Linked DNA regions of Rattus norvegicus: regions 2 and 3 are each linked to region 1. A link is a contact called in public Hi-C data. All regions are on one chromosome and are shown on one strand. The core of a region is the stretch at or near the end of the contact, and the rest is flanking DNA. Distances in the headings are between cores, read along the strand shown.

Region 1 (3,572 bases), core at 769-3,268:
GCCTGGCAAGGCTCTCCGACACAAGCAAACAGTACAAGGCTTTGGCTGCCCTGCTCCCTCCCCCACAGCCACCTACAGTGTCGAAGCTCTTTCTTGAAAGCCTTGTGATTTCCCAGCTCCTCCAGAAAGACCTGGCCGGCTTTTCGGAGGGTCTCGGAACTCTTTTTGGTCAGGAACCAGCCAAAGTAAAGTGGCAGGAAGTCCTTCTCCAGCCCGGGCTTCAGCTTCTTCAGGTCATCGAGCGACAGCTGCCATTGGTTCTTCTCCTTGAGCTGGGCACAGTCTAGTCGCCACGCCGTCTTGGGCTCCACCAGCACCACCTGGTACTGGTACTGGTCTGCCATTTCAAAAAGCTGGTCCAGCCGTTCCCGCTCATGGTTGGTGTCATCGAGCACAAGAACCCTGATGTCCCGGCGGCAGTAGCCAGCCAGGTCCTCGTCCAGACGCTTGTACTCCTCGGAGAAGTCTGCCCGAGAGCCAGGAATGATCTTGTAAGCATCAGCAGACACCATCTTGGTGCCGTTGTGGTACTTCTCCACGATGAGCCGAGCCAGAGTGGACTTGCCGCTGCCCGGCAGGCCACGCAGGATGAACAGCGTCTTGCACTCGTGCAGCGTAGCCACCGTGTCCTCATCTTGAAGGAAAGGGAACTGCAGCTCTGGCTTGTCCTTAGCTCCTGAGGATGACATTTTTCTGAAGAAGATCTTGGGCAGGAATGTGTGGCTTTTTCGGGCAAAGCTTGTGCTCTATGTGAGAAGGGAGGAGGAGATGTTAGCCCGGGCTCCTCAAAGCCAGCCCACAAGCACCAAACCCTTGTCTTTGGCCTAGTTCTCCCAGAGGGGGACCGGATGTCAGTTCAGGAATCCCCGAGCCTAACTTGAAGCACCCTTGAATGGTGGGCGCTTTTCCCAGCTCCCGGCAGGGAATGGTAGCTTTTCTTCCTCCCAGCTGGTCCTTCCGTATCTTCAACAGCAGGGTTGTATGAGTAGAAGGACCCTCACTGAAGCTATCAAACCTCTTACTCTCCCGGCTTTCAGCTACCCCTCAGAGAGAACACCCTGGTGGCAGGGCATGCAAGGGCAGCAAGTGCCTGCTGCTCCCAGTCAGCCCTAACTTATATATTCTTGGCACCTCTTAAGGATGTCCTGTGTGGAAGCCTGAGGCTCTATGTTTGGGCAAAGCCACAGCTGCCCTGGCTTTCTGAGTGTGCAGAGGAGGGTGAGGGCAGAGGAGGGTGACCCAAAGACCGCCTCCCTCCACCCAACAATGGCACCAACAGATAATACTCTCTTGTCTGGGTGTGGGGGGACAATGGTCCCACAGAGGGCTAGTGGGGGGCAGGGCAGGAGGGCACTGGACAAAGGGCCTCATTCACATCCACCTCCTCCTCTGCTCTCGCTGTACCCCCTCCCCCAATCTGTAGGACTAGGGAGCACAGGGCACCTGTATTCAGGGATTTTTGCCCCCTACTTGGCTGTGTGTTAGCAGCACCTCTCTGACAAAAGCAACAAGGAATAGCGGTTTCAATTGTCATCTACACTGGCTTCCGCCTTTGGTGTGCACCCTTAAGAATTTAGCTGGCTTACAGCTTCGCTATAGCCTTGAGCAGGAAGCGGTTCGGAACCCACTCCCGCGAGGGCTCGACATCAGCCCTGGACTCTCTGGTGCTACCCCGAGCACAGGCCCATTTGCCAGCTGTTGTCTCCAGGGCGCATCGACTTTCTCTTTCTTGCTACCATATTTCCTTCTCCAAAGACACTGAGAATCCCCCTAACTTCCCCGCCTTCGGGCTACCTCGGAGGACCCAGAGATTGGACTTCAACTTCGGAACCTGGTGTCCTCACTTGCAAGCTACTTCTGCTCACGCATCCTCAAGACTTTCGCTTTCCGTTAGCATCTCTCCCGCCCCGCCCCCCACGCGTGCGCTGCGCTCACCATGATGAGTGGGCGCACCGCCGTCACCGCCTTTGCGGGCACTATGTCTCCGGGGCCGCCCGCCTGCGCGAGGGACACGGGCGTCTCGGGGTGTCAGGACCCCACGCAGGGCTCCTTTCATAGCCCGGGGGCGGGGCGCGCGGACGGGGCGGGGTCAGCCCGAGCCTCTGCGCACGCGCTCCCGGGGAATCGAAACCTGGGTGCCAGGAAGCAGCTGTCTGAGCCTTGGCAGAAAGCAAAAACACACCTGGACTCTCAATGCCAGAAGAGTCCGCCACCTCTTTGTTACTTAAAAGTTGAAGATTAACTTTTTCCCTCCTGTGAGACAGGGACTCACTATGTAGCCTTGGCCGTCCTGGAACTCACTTTGTAAATCAGGCTGGCCTGGTATAGAGAGATCTGCCTCCTCTGCCTCCCAAGTGCTTAGATTAGAGACTTTACCAGGAGAGAGACGAACTTTTTTTTTTAAAGACTTATTTATTTATTATATATTAGTACACTGTAGCTGTCTTCAGACACACCAGAAGAGGGCATCAGATCTCATTACAGATGGTTGTGAGCCACCATGTGGTTGCTGGGAACTGAACCCAGGACCTCAGGAAGAGCAGTCAGTGCTCTTAACCGCTGAGCCGTCTCTCAAACCCAAGATTAACTCTTAAAACAAGAGGCAGGTTAGGATGGAATGGGTGAAGCATAGTCGTGTATGTGGCAGTCAGATATCTTAAAATTTTGAAATACGACCGACATGTGACGGAAGTACCATTCAGACCCCGAAACCAGGCCGATAGGCATCACACCGCCTGCTAAAACAAACACAAAGACCTAATTCATCAAAGTCCACAATTCTGGGAAAGTCCCTAAATGTACTAACCTTGATTTTTCGGCTTCTAGCGTCTGCTTCTTACTGAAGTATGTCAACATAGGATGTGGTTTTTATGCTTAAAAGCCTACCCTGAGAAAAGTGCTGGGCTACACTGGGATCTCAAACATCTAGTGTAGTGGCAGGCTAATAAAGACTTTCTACTGGCTTATGCCTGTGTGTAAGCAGTTTTCTTCGGCGGATACCTCCACGCTCCTCCCCACCCCCAAAAGGTTTGTTGTTGTTTCAAAGATGAGTCTCCTGTAGCCCAGACTAAGTTCAAACTCTCTATGTAACAAAGGATGACCTTGAACTTTTGATCCTCTTGCCGGAAATGCATGCATACAAGAACCTGCCTGGTTGTTTAAGATGCTGGGGTTCCTGTAAGCCCAGGGGAGTACATCCTAGCTTTGAGAATGTGGTGACGTCTTCAACAATGTTGCTTTTTCGCTCACTGCTCACTTTCACTTTTTTTTTAAACAGTTCATTAAAATATAGCCAGGCGTGGTGGGACATTTCTTTGATCCCAGGACTCAGGAGGCAGCGGCAGGAAGATCTCTGTGAGTTCAAGGCCAGCCTGGTTTACAGAGTGAGTTCCAGGACAACCAGGGCTACACACAGGCACCCTGTCTCAAAAAAAAAAAAAAACAAAAAACAAAAAAAAAAAACCAAAACAAACAAACTTATATAATTATATATAATTTCTCAGGAGCAGTTGAGATAGTTTTGTTAACATGACCAAGCATGTTATCCTGAATTGAACTTCAAGGCCCTGAGA
Region 2 (3,572 bases), core at 628-3,127, 370 kb before region 1:
CTAAGCTCCCTAGTTAGGCCCTGTCAGAGGCCTGCCCCTCCCCAACACAGCTTCATACTAAGTCGCACCACCCTTGCTTCCTGAGCTGTTTCTCCTTTTCCTCACCCTGGGAGACTCCAAAGCCATAATTTCTGCAAGAGGAAAAGAGCGAATCCTAAAGACAACCCTTGTAGGGGCGCCTTTCTAGTGCCAGCTTGCTCTCCCAGTTACCTGAGAGGCTGAGGCAGGATATTTGCAAGCTCAAGACCTGCCTGGGTTGCAGAGTGAGCTCAAAGCCAGCCTGAGTAATTTATCGAGACGCTGTTTCAAAATAAAGGCAGTTCAAAGTACCACGAAGATAAAATGTGTGTAGGGAGACCTTTGCTCACACAGGAGGTGGCTCACCGGAAGACCTGAGGGTCTTTGGAGAAATCTAAGGCAATACGGTGGGTGAAGGCAGAGTGTTACCCTGGATAAAGGTCTCACCGAAGTAAGCAGGAGGTGAGTTGAGCCTAGGAAAGGATGAGAAGTGTGTCAGGAGAGGAGCACGTTTACAAATCTACAAAATCTGCACACAGGAGCACGTTGAGTATGGCTTTGGGAAGAGATAGGAAGATAGGAGAGGGTTGAAATGGAATAAGAAAGAAATGCCCTCATTAGCCACACAAAGAAATTCAAGACAAGAGTTCCGCTTTGGTAAGATCTCAGGACAGCAGGACAGTCTCTGGATCTGGAGGGCAGTCAGTTCTAGAAAGTGTTCCAAAGAGAAGTAAGCCGGACTGGATTCTCTCTTCCAGGATCTGGGAACTGCCTTCTGGGAAGTCTTGTTTTCCGAGCCCAGAAAATTAGCGTTCCAGCAGGAGGCAGCAGCGAGCTGTGCAGGGCTGGCCGCAGGAAGGGAGAAAGCAAGGTGCTAAAAAGGCCAGGCCTCTGGTAGCGATCCCTAGCCGGAAACTGGGGAAGTAGGGCCTGCTGGCTTGCTCACCCTAACTCCCTCTCAGCTGCTTCTAGCATGGATCTTTCCCTAATGTAAAACTGTAGAGCTTGCCTCCCTAAGTTCCTTGCTTTTGTGGGCACCTTTATCTGAAAGTTAGGGAGGGTGGGGTGCTGCTTCTTGTCCAAGGCTTGATTTCTATAGTTACTGACCAGGTTTTCTCCTGAGGACACATTGATTCCCCCTTTAAAGGCTGGTCAGGAGCAAAGGCAACACCTCCCCCAAATGATAGCTACAGGCTACTTCCTTCTCCCCAACGACACATCTTCCCTGCTTTTTAGAATTGCAGCTAATTGATTATTTTTTTGGGGGGGGGATGGAAACCACAAACCTTTTATACAATACGAAGCTTTGCTTTTTATTTTTTATTTTTAATTTTCCTTTATTTTTCTTGGTCCCCTTCCCTCCTCCGATTGAAGACAGATAAGCTGAGGAGGGTGGGCAGATGCAGGATGAGGTCCCCTGTGCTGATGGGCTATCACTGTGGGCAGATACAGTTTCCTGTGGGCTCTAGGGAAGCTCCTCGAGTTGCTGTGTTCTGGTGAGCAGCCGGACCAATAAACCTGCTTTTCTAAAAGGATTTGTGTGGGGTTATATTGTCCAAAGCACTTGCTGAGGGTGTTGTTGAACTAAGGGAAAGCAGGAGTGAAACAGGGAAAGAGGAGGGGGAGAGGAAGAGGGGGAAGGAAGGAGGGAAGGAGTGGGGTATACATTTGCCTGGCTTCCTAGAGTGGGGCTGGGGTGGCAGAGGCAGATAACAATGGCCAAGATATTGAGCATTCTCTACTGGAATGCTTTTTAACATTGTGTTCTACAATCATTATTTGACCTGGTAGTACTCCAAGTTAGATTCCTGTCATTCCTTTCAGAGCAGAGGAAACAGTGACCTGTCTAAGGTCGCACAGCAACTAATCTGGCTGCACCAACTGTTTAAAGGTCGAAGTCGGCAGTCTGGGTCCTGTCTGGATCTACTTCCCCAGGGCTAGGGACTTAACCTCCAGATGTTCCTCCACCCCAGTCATAGGCCTGGAGGAGGACGGGAATAAGAGGCTGCCCCAGAGGACTGCACATGAGAGAGAGAACAGTGGTACATCTACGCACCAGGGGAACCCACACATCAGTTTCACTCTCTAGCAACTCTCCATTGTCTGGTCACCTCTCCTTGGACCAACTATACCCTGCCTGTCAGTGATGAATTTCATGAAACAATGGGGCTTTTGACATCCTGTGGGTTCCGACTGCCTCAGAATCTCAGGAAAGGTGTCCCTTGTAAAAGTAATGCCATTTCTGGGTCTGCAGCCCACCCTTGTGCTCCTACCTGAAACAGGCTGAGTTCTTAGGAGCTGCACACACATTCCTCTCTGTGCACCTCCAGCTGCAGAGTCCATGAGGCCAGAGTTCCAAGTCCTCCATAAAGGCTTGGCTTCCCACCGAAAGAAACTATACTGACACCGGACATTTAGAGCCTCCAAGCCGTTGATGTTCCCATCTGCCAGGAGACACAGACCCAGAGTGTCACTTCACATTCAGCTGTGAAGCAGGGAGATACCAGGGGCCCAGGTTTAACCGGATACCCTGGAGATACCCAGCTGAGTCAATTTGCTTGCCCACCAGCTTTTCCTTTGTCTGCTATTAGCTCTTCTCTCCACCCTTCTTATACTAGCAAGTTCCTTCATTGGGCCACTCTCACCCAATTCCAGTCTGGCCTTCCTCCTAGGAAGAGTATCCCTGATTCTTTGACTAGCCCCTTTAGTGGGTACCATGCACCCCATTCCCTCCTTCATCTCCCCCAAAGCCCTTCCAGAACCAGAGAGACTCCTTTCACTGTAGTGAGACAGGGGCGACTGCCCGTGGGCTTTGGATTAAATATTCCACTGCCTACTAGAAAGGAAGGATGGTGTTCCGAGGTCCCTACCCACTCGGTGTCTTCCACTAATCTATCGTTGGCATTAATTCTGACAGTTACACTGAGGCAATCAAATAGGGAAAATGTCTGCCAAGGGATCCTGTTAATGTCACCATGGATCTGTGACATCCCGTTACAGACTCAAGTTGAGTTAGCAGGTCTCTTTATAACACCTTCCAAGTCCTTATTCATTTATTCATTTATTCATTTTCTTCCTTCCTTCCTTTCTTTCTCTCTCTCTCTCTCTCTCTTTCTGTCTGTCTTTCTTTCTTTTTTAAAAGATTTATTATATATTAATATACTGTAATTGTCTTCAGATACACCAGAAGAAGGCATCAGATCTCATTACAGAGGGTTGTGAATGACCATGTGGTTGCTGGGATTTGAACTCAGGACTTCCGGAAGAGCAGTCAGTGCTCTTAATTGTTGAGCCATCTCTCCAGCCCTCTGTCTGTCTGTCTTTCTGTCTTTCTTTCTTTCTTTTTTTTTTTTTGGTTCTTTTTTTCGGAGCTGGGGACCGAACCCAGGGCCTTGCGCTTCCTAGGTAAGCGCTCTACCACTGAGATAAATCCCCAACCCCACTTTCTTTCTTTCTTTCTTTCTTTCTTTCTTTCTTTCTTTCTTTCTTTCTCTCTCTCTTTCTTTCCTGAGGTCCTTGGGTTTGTTTGCTTGTTTGTTTCTTTATGTTTGTGC
Region 3 (3,572 bases), core at 303-2,802, 300 kb before region 1:
GGGCATGGCTAGATTCAGTGACTCAAAGCCACCTTACTCAGCTGATCTGTCTGTGGAATTGTTTTTCTCCAGTTAACCAGTGTCTGAATTAAGGGCAGTGAGGACATTGTCTCCAAGACAAACTGCTTGCCTTGACCACCCCAGCCTTCTGCTTCGAGGCAGTCATTGCTCTCCCTTCCCTGGCCAGGTTCTTTAGTTACACAATAAGCTGAACTCATAAACTGAAAGGGTATTTAGGAAGGCAAGGCGTGGGCATGTTGATGGCTTCCAATCCTGGGGACCCAGGAACAAGGTGAGGGCTTCTCTGGGGCAGGTGTTGTACCTCAGGGGTTCTGGGAAGTCTGTATCTGGGTTAATCACCCATAGTGAGCCCTTGGAACGGCCCACTTCCCCTCCCCTTGGCCCCACTTGTCCCCAACCTCACCCAGCCATGCCTGCAGTTTGCTTGGCCTCCCAGTACAGTGGCTTTTATTCTGTCCTGGTCACTGCACTCAAATTCCAATGTATACTTTCTAGTGTAAAAATTTATATTATTGTGGGTTGTTTTATGTTGTTGTTTGTTTTTGTATATTGCTGTAACTACTTTAACATCCAGAAATAAAGATTATATAGGAACTGTCTGGCAGTGGGGACTGGTGGCTGGTGGGACCACCTTTGCCTAGCTTGTGCTTGGAAGAGACCTTCCATCCAGGCAGAGCTGGGCCAGGAGCACAGGAGAGTCAAGAGGGGGCATAGCAACCCAGCTCGGCTGAGGTTCTGTTTGCTTCTCATTCCTGAGGTGATGCAGCCCCCTGCCTCCATCTTATATCAGCTGTCACCCTCCAGAGGAGGTGACCCAGGAGCCAAGGGGTCATTGTCCAGCGGCAAGAAAGAGTGGCCTCCTCCCTCTGCTCTCCCAAAGTCACCGTGTTTGTTCTGGAGTCAGATAAGCTCCCTAGTGGAGGGCGGGCAGGCTGGGGTGTAGACCAAGGCCTCTCCTTCCACAGTTGGCCCATTATCACTTTCTTTACAGTTTCATCAGTGGGGACAACTTGCAGACACTTCCCTGGCTGGTGGCTGCAGGGCCCCTGGGCAGTCAGTAATGATAATTCAGGAAAAGGCCACAGACAAGGTGTCTGCCTGTCCTCAGCATCTCCCCACCTACTCCACTCCCCACTCAGTACCTTGGAGCCCAGCCCAGTACTGGGTGCCTCTGTGAAAGAGACCAGCGCTTCCCCCCCACCCCCGCAGAGACGGAAGCAGAGATCGGTGCTTAGCATGGGGGGGGGGGACCCTGCTTCCAACCCCCAGCCACCCTGGGCCTCCCTGGGACAGGCTGTGGACTAAGCCCCTGCCCCCAACCATGCTTTGAGCTCTGAGGTAACCTGTCTTACAGTTCCTTGTGCTCCAACCCTTAGCCCTCAGGAGTGTGTTCCTAAGTCCAAGGCCCCAACCCCAGGGCTGGACTAATTGTACCCGGGTGTCAGAGGTCAGCCAGGGCAAGTCGGGCCTCTCTCTGTCCTGACCAGCTTTCTTTGCTCTCTCAGTCTACGGCAGCAGTTGGCTGGTGTCACCTGCTAGGCTCTGGGAAGAGGCCAAGGGGATGAAGGACTATTGCCCAGGCTCTACTGCCCCTGGCCACAGGAAGGTTGGCAGGCACTGGCACTGGCCCCACTGATTGCTGAGGGGGCAGCTGGAGAGGGGCAGCCTGGTTCAATGGCTTTGCTCTCCCCACCCAGACCCCTCCCCCAGCCATTCTTTCATCTTCTTTCCCCAAGACTGTAAGCCCCTGCGTTCCTGGGCAAGTAGCCCCTAACACACACTCTTTATTTAGCTTTCTGACACGTTCTAGGGCAGCACCCTTGAGATCACAGCAGAGGGAGCAGAGGTAACTCCAAGCTAAAATGGGAACAAAACAACTTCAGCTTTAGTAAGGCCCACCCATCACCAGCCCAAGTAAACCAGAAGGCAGACTGGTAGATTTGCAAAAACAAACCCAACAGAAATTTTATTCAAAAACACTGTTTCCATAAATGTGAGTTCTATGTACAAAATATAAAAACCATCCCTCTGTGCATCCTCTGCTTCCCTCAGGTTGGAAGCCAGGACTCCTAGTCAGCTAGTCCTGGCCGCTCTATCACAGCCTCCAAGGGAAGAGCTGCCTGCGAGAGGCCTTCCTAGACCACAACCCATGTTGCAACAAGGCAGGGCCTGTTCCGGGTCCTACCTCCCAGCAGAGTGGACCAGGTTGAGCCTCCCCCCTCACATACACACTGTGTTGCCTGCAGTAACTGGCAGCTCTGTTCCTTTTCGTGGGCTACAAGGTTTTCGCCCTAGGTCTCCTAATCCCAGGCACCCAGTATTCCCCTCCTTTCTGATAACAAGCAAGGTTGCAAGCAGGAAAGGAAGAAAGGCTGAGGCCAGGTGTGGTCATGCAAACCTATAATCCTAGCACTCCAGAAGCTGAGGCAGGAGGATCATTCATGGACAGCCTGGGATATATGGAGAGACCCTGTCTCAAAAAAGCAAAACAAAAAGCAAGGATGAATCTATATGGAAGGGTGAGGACATCGGATGGGGAAGAAGGGATGCAGACGAGGCCATTAGACCCGAATCCCATGTCCACGCTGGTTTGAGAACTGACACAGTCAGCTTTGGCAGCCGCCTGTGTTGGTGGGAACAGCTTATGCACATTGTGAGCGGTCACAAAATCCGCAGCCCATATTCACTAACGTATAAAGGGTTACTAAGGTTAGCCCCAATCTCCCTTTAGAGGGGTTCATCAGTTAGGCTACCACATGTGCGAGGACAGGTGCACGCACACCAGTCCGGAGGAAGCTTCTAGCTCAGGAGTAAAACTCCAACTTTAGTTGCATAAACTTGCCTCCCTTCCTTTTCTAGAATCATTTCACTCAGTGGCCCCTGGACAGGTGAAGGGCACTGGAGAAATAGGTTTGTCAGCAATGACAGGTTCAGCTCTTAGAGGAGAGGTCCAGGGGACCCTTGAGGTCTGAGTGAAAAGGCCACCACTATTTAGCCAGACCCCGCACTGTGGGCAAGGCGGAACTGCGAAGGTGCAAAGCCACTGGTATGAACAGGGATACAACTGACACGGGTTCTTCACACTGAAGGTGCTTTTCCAAGAGAAGCATGGAGTCCAGCGTTCAGGACAAGGAGCTTCTGGCAGAAGTGAAGAGGCCAGCAGGTGGGGAAAGGCGGGGGTCAAGACTGTCCATGGGCCGGCGTAAAAGTTCCTCCACATGCCTGGCAACATCCATGGTCTCATCCAGGTCAAATTCACCATCTTGGTCAAGGACAGGGTCGGGGCTGGCGAAGAGAGGGATGTTGGGGAAACTGGCAGGTCTCATGGCTCCAAACCCACATAGAGAGTCCTCAGGCTGCTCCTCACAAACACTGGGGTCTCACGTGAGGACCAGACCCGTGGCAGCCTGACTGGAACTCCCACCAGGGTGGACCTGGGAAGATAATCTACCACCACTCATTTCTCTTGCTTCATACAATGATCTCAGGGCGTGTTTTCCCCTTGCCCGCACTTGTAAGACAAGGTGACCGGCCTCTCACCTAGGACGTTC

The links. Hi-C and Micro-C count contacts between places; a contact is called where the count stands out from the background.
Region 2: a contact with region 1 is called in a Hi-C map of kidney, with 4 times the contacts expected there. The contact joins the enhancer-like site here to the promoter of Cnp in region 1. A contact is called at or near these places in 6 of 12 Hi-C or Micro-C datasets (the A7r5 cell line, Schwann cells, kidney and 2 more).
Region 3: a Hi-C map of liver shows a contact between it and region 1, with 4 times the contacts expected there. The contact joins the enhancer-like site here to the promoter of Cnp in region 1. A contact is called at or near these places in 3 of 12 Hi-C or Micro-C datasets (the A7r5 cell line, Schwann cells and liver).

Annotation. Positions count from the first base shown.
Region 1 is chr10:86,009,950-86,013,521 of GRCr8, reverse strand. It overlaps Cnp (2',3'-cyclic nucleotide 3' phosphodiesterase), which reads right to left and starts at 2,018. Exons shown (of 4, transcript NM_012809.2): 1 at 1,936-2,018; 2 at 77-746. The coding sequence starts at 1,938.
Region 2 is chr10:86,380,601-86,384,172 of GRCr8, reverse strand. No RefSeq gene overlaps it. Among named protein-coding and RNA genes, the nearest start is that of Cavin1, 14 kb to the left of the region's middle. Within about 2 kb of position 1,877, at least 6 of the 93 cell types and tissues checked have an H3K27ac peak or open chromatin away from gene starts, as enhancers often do. A contact at or near this core is called in kidney and liver, where this site is marked.
Region 3 is chr10:86,308,576-86,312,147 of GRCr8, reverse strand. Stat5a (signal transducer and activator of transcription 5A) reads right to left here. Exons shown (of 19, transcript NM_017064.2): 19 at 1,961-3,306. The coding sequence ends at 3,144. Stat3 (signal transducer and activator of transcription 3) reads left to right here. Exons shown (of 24, transcript NM_012747.2): 24 at 1-615. Among named protein-coding and RNA genes, the nearest start is that of Stat5a, 25 kb to the right of the region's middle. Within about 2 kb of position 1,552, at least 5 of the 93 cell types and tissues checked have an H3K27ac peak or open chromatin away from gene starts, as enhancers often do. A contact at or near this core is called in liver, where this site is marked.